2 separate regions of the Mus musculus genome follow, and region 1 is linked to region 2. The links are chromatin contacts, called in public Hi-C maps. All regions are on one chromosome and are shown on one strand. The core of a region is the stretch at or near the end of the contact, and the rest is flanking DNA. Distances in the headings are between cores, read along the strand shown.

Region 1 (4,641 bases), core at 1,893-4,392, 160 kb after region 2:
GCATAACCCACATACACTTCCAGACTTGCATATTGTCTTGGATGTGATAAATATTGCTTAATTTATTTGTAAAGTCCTGGTAACATGATGGGAAAACCTTAGTTCCTTCATGGGCACATACTCTGCATCTAAGGTCGACATTACTGGGAAGGAGTAAAATCTTGCCTAGGCCTTGGTAGCTGAGGAATGAGCCAGGTTATCTTTTACTCATTAAAAATGATGAGATAAATTTCACCCCATATTCCCGAATGCATGCCATTTCTTTTAATTTTTAATACTTAAATATAGTATGTACACTTAAATATAGTATGTATACTTAATAGATAAGACATGTTTTAAGTATTGAAGGTCAATTTTTCCCATAAGTTCTACTTGAATTCATCTGTTATTATTCAACTGGATAATTTAAAGTACAAACAACCTCATGGGCATCTATCATTCAGTAAGAATTCTTTACCTAAATGATTCGAATTCATCTAATGCTGTAGGTACGCATTCCTCTTGACTTCTTCATCTTGTCCTTGGATGTATTTGGCCAATGGAAAATCTGGAAGGAGACTTAAAGTCAGAATGAGAGTGACTTTATTCCCCCGGTTTCATCTCTTCCAGACATGGTTTGGTACTAGTTGTAGACTTTGTCTCAAGTCTGCACATCTTAAATAGTTTTGAGAACTGTTTTTCCATTCCTTACCCCTTGCTGCTATTATTGCCTCTAAGGTACTTTTAAAAATTACTTTGTCTATGTTCTTTACCTTGCTTCATCTTTGCAATTCTTCCCTGATTACATCTTTTCCAATCATCCCGTTGGAATTTCCCACTTGTTTTCTGGCAAATCCAGATAAAGGGCTAACACTTGGCTCAGCCACTAAGAGACTGCACTTCTCTTACAGGTGACCCATGTTTAAGTCCAAGTGCCCATGTCAGTTAGCTCAAAACCCCCTGTAACTCTAGTTCCCAGGGCACCCTCTTCTGGCCTCTATGGACACCTACACTCATGTGCACCTACCCATATCCATATACATATTTACAAATAAAACCAAATATGTTTTAAAAGGCCCAGGTGAATAAAATGAGGCCATTAAAAATGACTACACAAACAAAAGACCTCTAAACTGGAATGTGGGAATATATTCTATGGTAAGTTGAATCATAGCCTTCTAAAACATGTTCACCTCCTAATCCTTGTACCTAGATGCAATGTTATATGGAAAGGGGGATTATGTTTGTATGTGGAATTAAGAGTGATACTAGCTGACTTAAAGATAGATTATCCTGGCTTTTCAGATAGGCGCCATAGAATCAAAGGTGTCCTTAAAAATGAAGAGGGGTTTAGAAGCAATAGCATCAGTGATGCTCTAGAAGAATGGTTGAGAGCCATTCCCATCTTTGAAAGCAGAAAGGAACCACGAGCATCTGAAGTCAGTGTCTGGAAAAATCAAGGATATTTATTACCCCTAAGGACTCCAAGAAGGATGAAACTTTAGTTTTTGCCTAGTGACTTTTTTGCTATATAGGATAATAAATGGGAGTTGTTCTAAGCCAGTAATATGTAGTAATTGATCACAGCATCAACAGGAAACTGATACAAATTGCTAATATATTTAATGAATACATTGAATCTCTTTGATATAGGAAAATAGCATGGAGATAATATATGATGTGGTACTCAACTTATTAACAGTAACAGAGATTGGGATGCATGCACATGGAAGGCAAGATGAAGATCAATTAGCTATGGACCTTAGTTGGTATGGTGACAATGGTAAGTATTAATATTGTGATGTAACCTGACTGTCTTTGTCAATAATTAATGTTATGCATGGATAAATAGATAAATTAAAAGTGTTGAAAGTCTAGCCAGGACACAAACAGAAAATGCAGAAAATCTGTGTGAAGGTTCTCAAAAGTTGCTGACTATCTTGAAAATGTTTCCTAGAGGAGAGGATCAATCTAGGGTCCGAGAATTATGACATCAATGTCTGTTTTGCTATGGATCCCTAGGGATTGCTGGTAAGCCAATATAGCTGAAATGGAGAATTGTGGATTCAGTAAGAGATCCTGTCTCAAAAACTAAGGTGGAGAGGCTAGAGAAAGAGCAGACCCTTGAGACATGAAGCAGGAACATTTGGGCAAACACAGACAAAGCTAAGGTCTTTGAACTTCAACAGTAACAGTGTCTTAACAAGTAATATTACAAATGAGAACCCCAATCCAGAAGAAGGACTGGAGAGCATGGTTTTGATGTGGGTGAAGGAAACCATGCTTAACAATTTATCTTGCACGATCAGCTTCAGATATAGGACTATGTAGCTACAATTCAGTAATATTTTTCTGTCTTGTTTCTTTGTCACCTTATATAAAAGGTTGGGTTAGTTATAGCTCAGTGGCACAGCATATGCTTAGAACATACAAGACTGTGGATTTGAACCCTGGCAAGATAAGTGGGAACTACCTCAGTCCTGTCAGCGTTCTTCCCAAGCAATGGAAACAGTCCTCAGTTAAATTATAGAAACACAGAGAGGTCTAAAAGCAGCAGCGACTATTACATGCATTCTTCCTGCCTTCCATGGTTTCAGTGCCAACAGTTTTCCATCCAAGGCTGATCACTCAAGATCAAAGTTACCCGAGAGAGTGCACCCCGGCCTCGGTAGTGTCATGTGTCCATGCCTTTTTCCAGTAGGACTGCACTCTGAGTCCACATGAACTGATGGAGAGTTGAGGTTCCTAGAAAATCCAGGAAGATTGTTCCTAGAAAAGGGAAGAGCTTGCACACATACACACACAAGTATGTACACATGTACTCACATGTGTGCACACAGGCACACATGCACATACATGCACACACACACACACAAACACGCACACACACAAGCACAGGTGCACTCGTGCACACACACACACACACATACACGCACACACGCACACACACAGTTTTAAGCCTGTCACAAAAGGTAAAGGACAGAATCTAGACAACGTGCTTACAGTTCAAAGCATTTTCTTCCCTCCCTGCTAGAGAATTAGGAGAGTGGGGACCCTGGCTGCCCTGGAGGAACACATGGTAAGAACTGACCCTCCACTCACTGTGTTGATCACTCATCTCTGGCAATCACTCCCAGAGTCTGTCTCATGTCCAGCCATTGTTCTGTGCAGTGAGAGATGCCAGCCCTACCCAGCCATGCCTGGTTTATAGCATTCTCTCCAGTTGTCTGCAGCATGAGCCATGAATGCCCTCCTTGTCTGTCCATCTCTGCAGCGTGAGCAGTGAGCTCTCCCAATCCATCCTTCTCCTTAGGATTCAACATCACTTTTCAAATGCACATCTTGGTTTTGAAATTTTCTAAGTGTATAGAAACATTGAAATAATTACAGTAAGCACTCATAAACACACCACCTAAATTCCACCGTTAGTATTTTAGTTCTTTTGTTTAATTGGGTATCCACCTGCAATCCACCCATCCACCCATCCACCCATCTATCCATCTCTCTCTCTCTCTATCCATCCATCCATTCATCCACTCATCCAAGCTTCCATTTAACAACACTGTCTTGATGGAGTTATGAAGTTTTCGTTTTGTATTTTTTTCTCTTTTGTACAATACTGATCCCAAATAGTTGTATCAACATTGGCAGACAAATGTCTGGCAGAGACATGTGCAACTCCTTGAGGCTGGACAATTTTTTTTGTTAATATTTTGACTAGAAAAAGTTTTTAAAGCATTCGTTTTTCATAAGAAGTAACAATCTGTTCTTTCTGGTAGCTTTCTTGACTCCTATTATTTCTAACTATGTCTCTAAAATAGATTTTTTTTTTTTTTTAGATAATTGTTTCGAAATGACAGGGAAGAGTTCTTAGAAAAAAAAATACTGGCTGAAGTGACTCCAAATTGGATTATCTAGATGGATCACTTTGTAGATGGTGGTGGTGGTGGTGGTGGTGGTGGTGGTGGTGGTGGTGGTGGTGGTGGTGGTGTTAAGTTTTGAACAATGCTTAGAAATTGTTCTACAATTATTAAAATGTGTTCATATCTGATTACCAAATCTCAGAGATGTGCAAGAAACTTAGAAGGGTATTTCCAGTCCTCAGAATTAAATAAGTGTCTCTACTTGCAAGGACGGTTCTTACTGAGATATCTGTACACATAGAGTTGTGTTAGATTCTTATGTGACTGAGTTTCATTATTAACTTCATGGTTTGGATTTAAGACCCTAAACTCAAGACTTCAGCATTTGAGTTCCAACTGATTTGTTTCTGTTTTTGTTTTTTTTTTTGTTTTTTTTTAAAGCCAGTTTGGAGCCATTGGTGTTACAGTGGAAGAGCCCTATCACAGGCACTTCTGCAGGACACACACAGCTTGGTGTCCACATAACCTGGACACATGGCACCTGCTCTTAGTGCCATTTCTTTGACCTGTGGCATGAACTTTATTACCTGAGTTTCATTTCAACGGATGCATGAGAATGAAACTATGTGGAAGTACCATAGGGAAAGGGGACTTAGCAGATGGCTAGAGAAGACTTGTCAGGACCTAGAACAACCCTGCCAGGGGGAGGACTGGTGGTGGTAGTAGTGAAACAGCCTGAAGGGTGGAATCAAACTGAAACAGAATGTCAGGACATGACAAAGAAAAGAGGGAAAGATGG
Region 2 (4,157 bases), core at 1,015-3,514:
ATCTGTTGACCTGCAAAGTCTCAGTCACAGTTCCCTACGCACGGCGACATACTGTCTGAGCCAGTTAAAGGACACAGTGTAGGCCTGCTGGGGTTGACATCGGAAGAAACCAGCATTTGAAGTGGCTAACACTGAAAAGCCACTCAACGCCACTAAATGACCGACCTCTGGGCTACTGACTCCTCACAGGCTCCGCAGAAGTGGGGTCTGTTATCATTCCTATTTTATAGATAAGGAAGGTGAAGGGGAACTCAAGAAGCTGAAGGATCCTACCCAAAGCCAGCTAGCTGGGGCAGAATTTAAATCTGAGCATCCCAATGTCGTTTTAGTTAAGTCAGTGAGCTTTGAATGAGGGGGACAAAGCCATTTCCAAGTCTGACCCAAGTCTGTACACAGTTAGCGTGGCCACTCCCCAAAATAAGCCAAAGCTAGGAGAAAGAGGCAGGAAGGCTGAAGGAAAAGAAAGGCAACCTTTGCCATCAAGGGTGACAGGTGAGATGGGAAAGGGACGCTATGTAAGCCTTAAACTGCTGCAGAAGAGTTGTCGGCCTGTATTCTGCAGCTGGAAGGTTGTGACAGCAGGAAGTGGGGCGGCCTGGGGCAGCAAGCTGCACAGAGATAGCTCGCTCATATCAACTCTATTATCAACAGATGGAAGGGAAGGCTTGCCCACCGCCACCCAGCTGAAGAGACCGCCAGGCCTCCAGGTTCGGCACTCTGGTTCCTACCCTAAAATACTTCCCTCCCTGGCTTGCCAGTGAAAAGAACAAGGGAAAACAACAAGAAACATCTAAGAGGGGTGGGAGGCAGTAGAGGACAGAGGAGGAGATCCCGCCCTCGGAGCCTCTGTGGGAATCTTTGGGGAAACACAGAGTTCACAAAGCTGCTGCAAACACGAGTTGACAGGTCAGCTTTCTTCTCTCTCTCTCTCTCTCTCTCTCTCTCTCTCTCTCTCTCTCTCTCTCTCTCTCTCTTCAAGTGGGGATAGATTCAGAAAGCTAAGGCAGTGGCCAGGTTTCTGTCAAAGCTAAAACGGAACTTTAGCAGAGATTTTTATAATCCCAGGGATTCACTAAGAATATCATGTCAAGTTAACTTATATACCCTGCTTCTGACAGAGCTGTTAGGGAGCAGCAAGAGTTTGGTCCACTTGGGGTGTCAAGAGTCTTGACACCTGAAGCATTATATAGCAAGTTACAAGCCGAACTCAGCTCAAACAGAATGTTCTTGACACACCTGTACCAGCCCTTTGAATACCTCAGCCAACATCTCTACTCCCAGAGGGCCATTCACTCATTGGGCTAAAGGTTATATCCCTAGTGGTTTATCTGTGTGAAGAACCCAAGTCAACAGGTAGATACTCAGACCTCAGGACCACTTGAATGGGGGAACTGAGACATGCCCACTGTGTGAGGAGCACACAGTAGGTCTTGCTAGGAAACAGACAAGGCCTCTCCTGGGAAAACTTGGAGCTAAGGGATAGTGCTGTTCTTTGAATGAGAAATGTCCCCCATCCAGCTCATGTGCTTGAACACGTGGTCCCCAGTTGGTGCTGATGTGTAAGGGAGTTGTGGAACCTTTAGAAGAAGGAAGCAGGACATCACTAAGGACGGGCTTGGAGAATCCTTAGCTTGCTCCATTTCCAGTTAGCTTACACGGCTTCCTAGGTTTGTCTGGAGCATAGCCAATCAGTTTCCTGTTCACCTGCACATCTAGACCTTTAGAACCTTAATCCACAGCAAATTGTTTTCTTCCCACGGTCCTTGCATTTAACACAACAACAGAAGAGGACAGACAGGGCTTAAATGAATTAGGAAGCATACAGATGGATCGGCGTTAAGAAAGGATAGTGCTGAATGCTGTGAGAGAAGCCATCGGGCAAGACTTCCGGAACCAAACAGCACTAAAGCCAAGAATCAAGACAGGGTTAGAAAATTAAAGCTAGCAGAAGACAGTCCCAGAAGAAAGCTTGTCAGGCTCGGTGGTGAAAAGGGCTAGGAGGCAGGAACAAAGCATACCAGACCAACAAGGCGGGCTAAGGAGAAGTCCAAGCCTTTGCAATGGGGCCTGGAACTGAAGGGATCACAGCAGCAGGGGAGCAGTAGATCATTCAGGCTCTGAGAGGGGCCACATTGGCTGTGTGTGTAGAACTGGGGGGTTGAGAGATACGGGGATAGAAGGCCCCCCGTGTTAGAAGAGTCCCTGCAGCAATCAATCCTGGCCCTTTTAGTCAGAATGGAAAGACAAGAATCACAACCGGGTCTGAGGGTTCACAATTACATAACAGCAACCAAGTTCATTCATGCTCTGATAATAACGTGGAGGAAGCACTCCTCGAGGCCACATTTTTCCTTGGCTCTGCCCTTGGTCCCCGTCCTTTCCAAGATCTTTATCTTGATGGGGAAGACGCCAGAGGGAAACCAGCAGAGCTGCCCAGGACGTGAATCTGGGAGGGATGTTCAACACCAGATGCAACTGACGCATACTCTGACCTCTCTACAGGATCAGGCAAAGGAGGGGGTTGTAAGACTGAACCCCTCTTTTGGCCTGTGTTCTCAAGGAACTCTCGGGCTGTGGGGGCATATCTGGGTAATGCAAACATTTACGGGGCTGTGATAAGGGTTTCCACATAAGCATGTAAACACGCTTGCTAGAACAAGTACTGGCAAGAAAAGTTCATTCTAATCCAGAAAATAGGAGTTGTTTTTCAAAAGTGGCCTTTGGCCTTGCCCTTAAAGGCTAGTAACAAAGTGTGTGTGTGTGTGTGTGTGTGTGTGTGTGTGTGTGTGTGTGTGTGTGTGGTGTGTGGTGGGGGGTAAAGGGGGAAGCAGGGCTCTCCTCACAGACACAAAGCCTAAGGAAAGTGACCACACAGGACAGACATCCAGCAGGAACTCACAGGCAAGACAGGCCTCATCCTTATTTCAGAAGGAAGGATTAGCATTAGCGTCCACGAGCTGGTCTTCAAGTGGCTCCACACGCACTGGCCTAGTTCACATCTTGATTGACTTCTAAGAATATAGCTTGCCCCCTCCACCATCCACCCACAAAGGACAGAGCCATAAGACACAGCCAAGAAAACCAGCCCCTCTCAAGAAGCCTGAACAGCATAGGGGTGAAGTGCTTTCTAACCCTTGGCCACAGAGCTAGTGCCGGGACAACCTGGAAAGCACCTGCCCCACTCAAGGAACAAAGGCCTAAGCATCTGTCGTTTGCCATTCAACACGGGGTCACAAATATTGTGCTTCGCTTAGTACATCTCCATTTGGAGCTCTCAGAAACTCTGGAAGGATGAACTGACATCGAAACCAACGCTTTCTTCCCAGCACGTACACTAGCTCAGCAGCCGAGGGTTAGAAAGCACTTGATTCCTATGAGGTTCAGCTTTGCCTTCTTGAGACTAGCCCAACAAACTCACCCGCAGGGTCCACTGAGAAACGGGATGAGACTAGCCAGGCCTGGGGTTGTCATGATGCTGCAGCATCCCACTGATGGCCTCTATGACTCTAACTCAGTCCTCCATCCAGATCAGAACACAGCTGCATCAGGACACTCAGCTCCTGCTTCCAGACTTTTGAGAGATATTAAAAATGTGTGGGACATCTAGGAGGGGGTTACGAGGCAGACAACTTAAGAGCCTTGCAAGTCTGGACACTGGGAAGCCTGAGTTCTTGACCTAGTTTAGTCACTTGGCAGCTATACGATCTGAGGCAAGTCACAACTCATCTGTGACTCAAATCTCACCCTAGAGTGACGAGGGCCGAGATACAGGTTCTCAGTGACTTCAAAGCCTCACTCAGCTCCAGAACTTCTTAAACTTTACAAATCTGTAAAGTTATGAGTCTCCCATAAAGGAGCTGATTACCCACCGAGAAGAGAGAAAGTTCCCTGACACACGTTTGTGAACTTGAAAGAAAGATGCACACGCAGTTGAGGGCACACGATGAGGGGGAAATGAGGCAGAGGTTCAAGATGAGCAGATTCAGGACCATGCTGGAAAGAAACGCCCCTTGTCGTCAGGACTACTCGGTAACGGACAAAACCATTGTGAGATTCGCAAAGGCAAGACTATGATACCAGCTCCACACTCCCAGTACTTAGTCTCCTAAGGGGCTTCCTGGTGGATTCATGGATGGTTAAGAGGGAAGAAGAGAGAT

What was found. A called contact is a pair of places that touch in the nucleus more often than the background predicts.
Region 1: a contact with region 2 is called in a Hi-C map of the N1E-115 cell line, with 2.8 times the contacts expected there. The contact joins two enhancer-like sites. A contact is called at or near these places in 1 of 484 Hi-C or Micro-C datasets (the N1E-115 cell line), 1 of 115 datasets of contacts at active chromatin or transcription factors (stem cell-derived neural progenitor cells) and 2 of 9 other capture datasets (adipose tissue and liver).

Annotation. Positions count from the first base shown.
Region 1 is chr1:152,211,444-152,216,084 of GRCm38.p6, forward strand. Gm36920 (a long non-coding RNA gene) reads right to left here. Exons shown (of 8, transcript XR_001779484.1): 8 at 2,865-3,337. Among named protein-coding and RNA genes, the nearest start is that of Gm36920, 76 kb to the right of the region's middle. Within about 2 kb of position 3,143, at least 7 of the 459 cell types and tissues checked have an H3K27ac peak or open chromatin away from gene starts, as enhancers often do. A contact at or near this core is called in the N1E-115 cell line, where this site is marked.
Region 2 is chr1:152,049,622-152,053,778 of GRCm38.p6, forward strand. The region is part of intron 1 of 1700025G04Rik (RIKEN cDNA 1700025G04 gene); the gene reads right to left. Among named protein-coding and RNA genes, the nearest start is that of 1700025G04Rik, 39 kb to the right of the region's middle. Within about 2 kb of position 2,265, at least 10 of the 459 cell types and tissues checked have an H3K27ac peak or open chromatin away from gene starts, as enhancers often do. A contact at or near this core is called in the N1E-115 cell line, where this site is marked.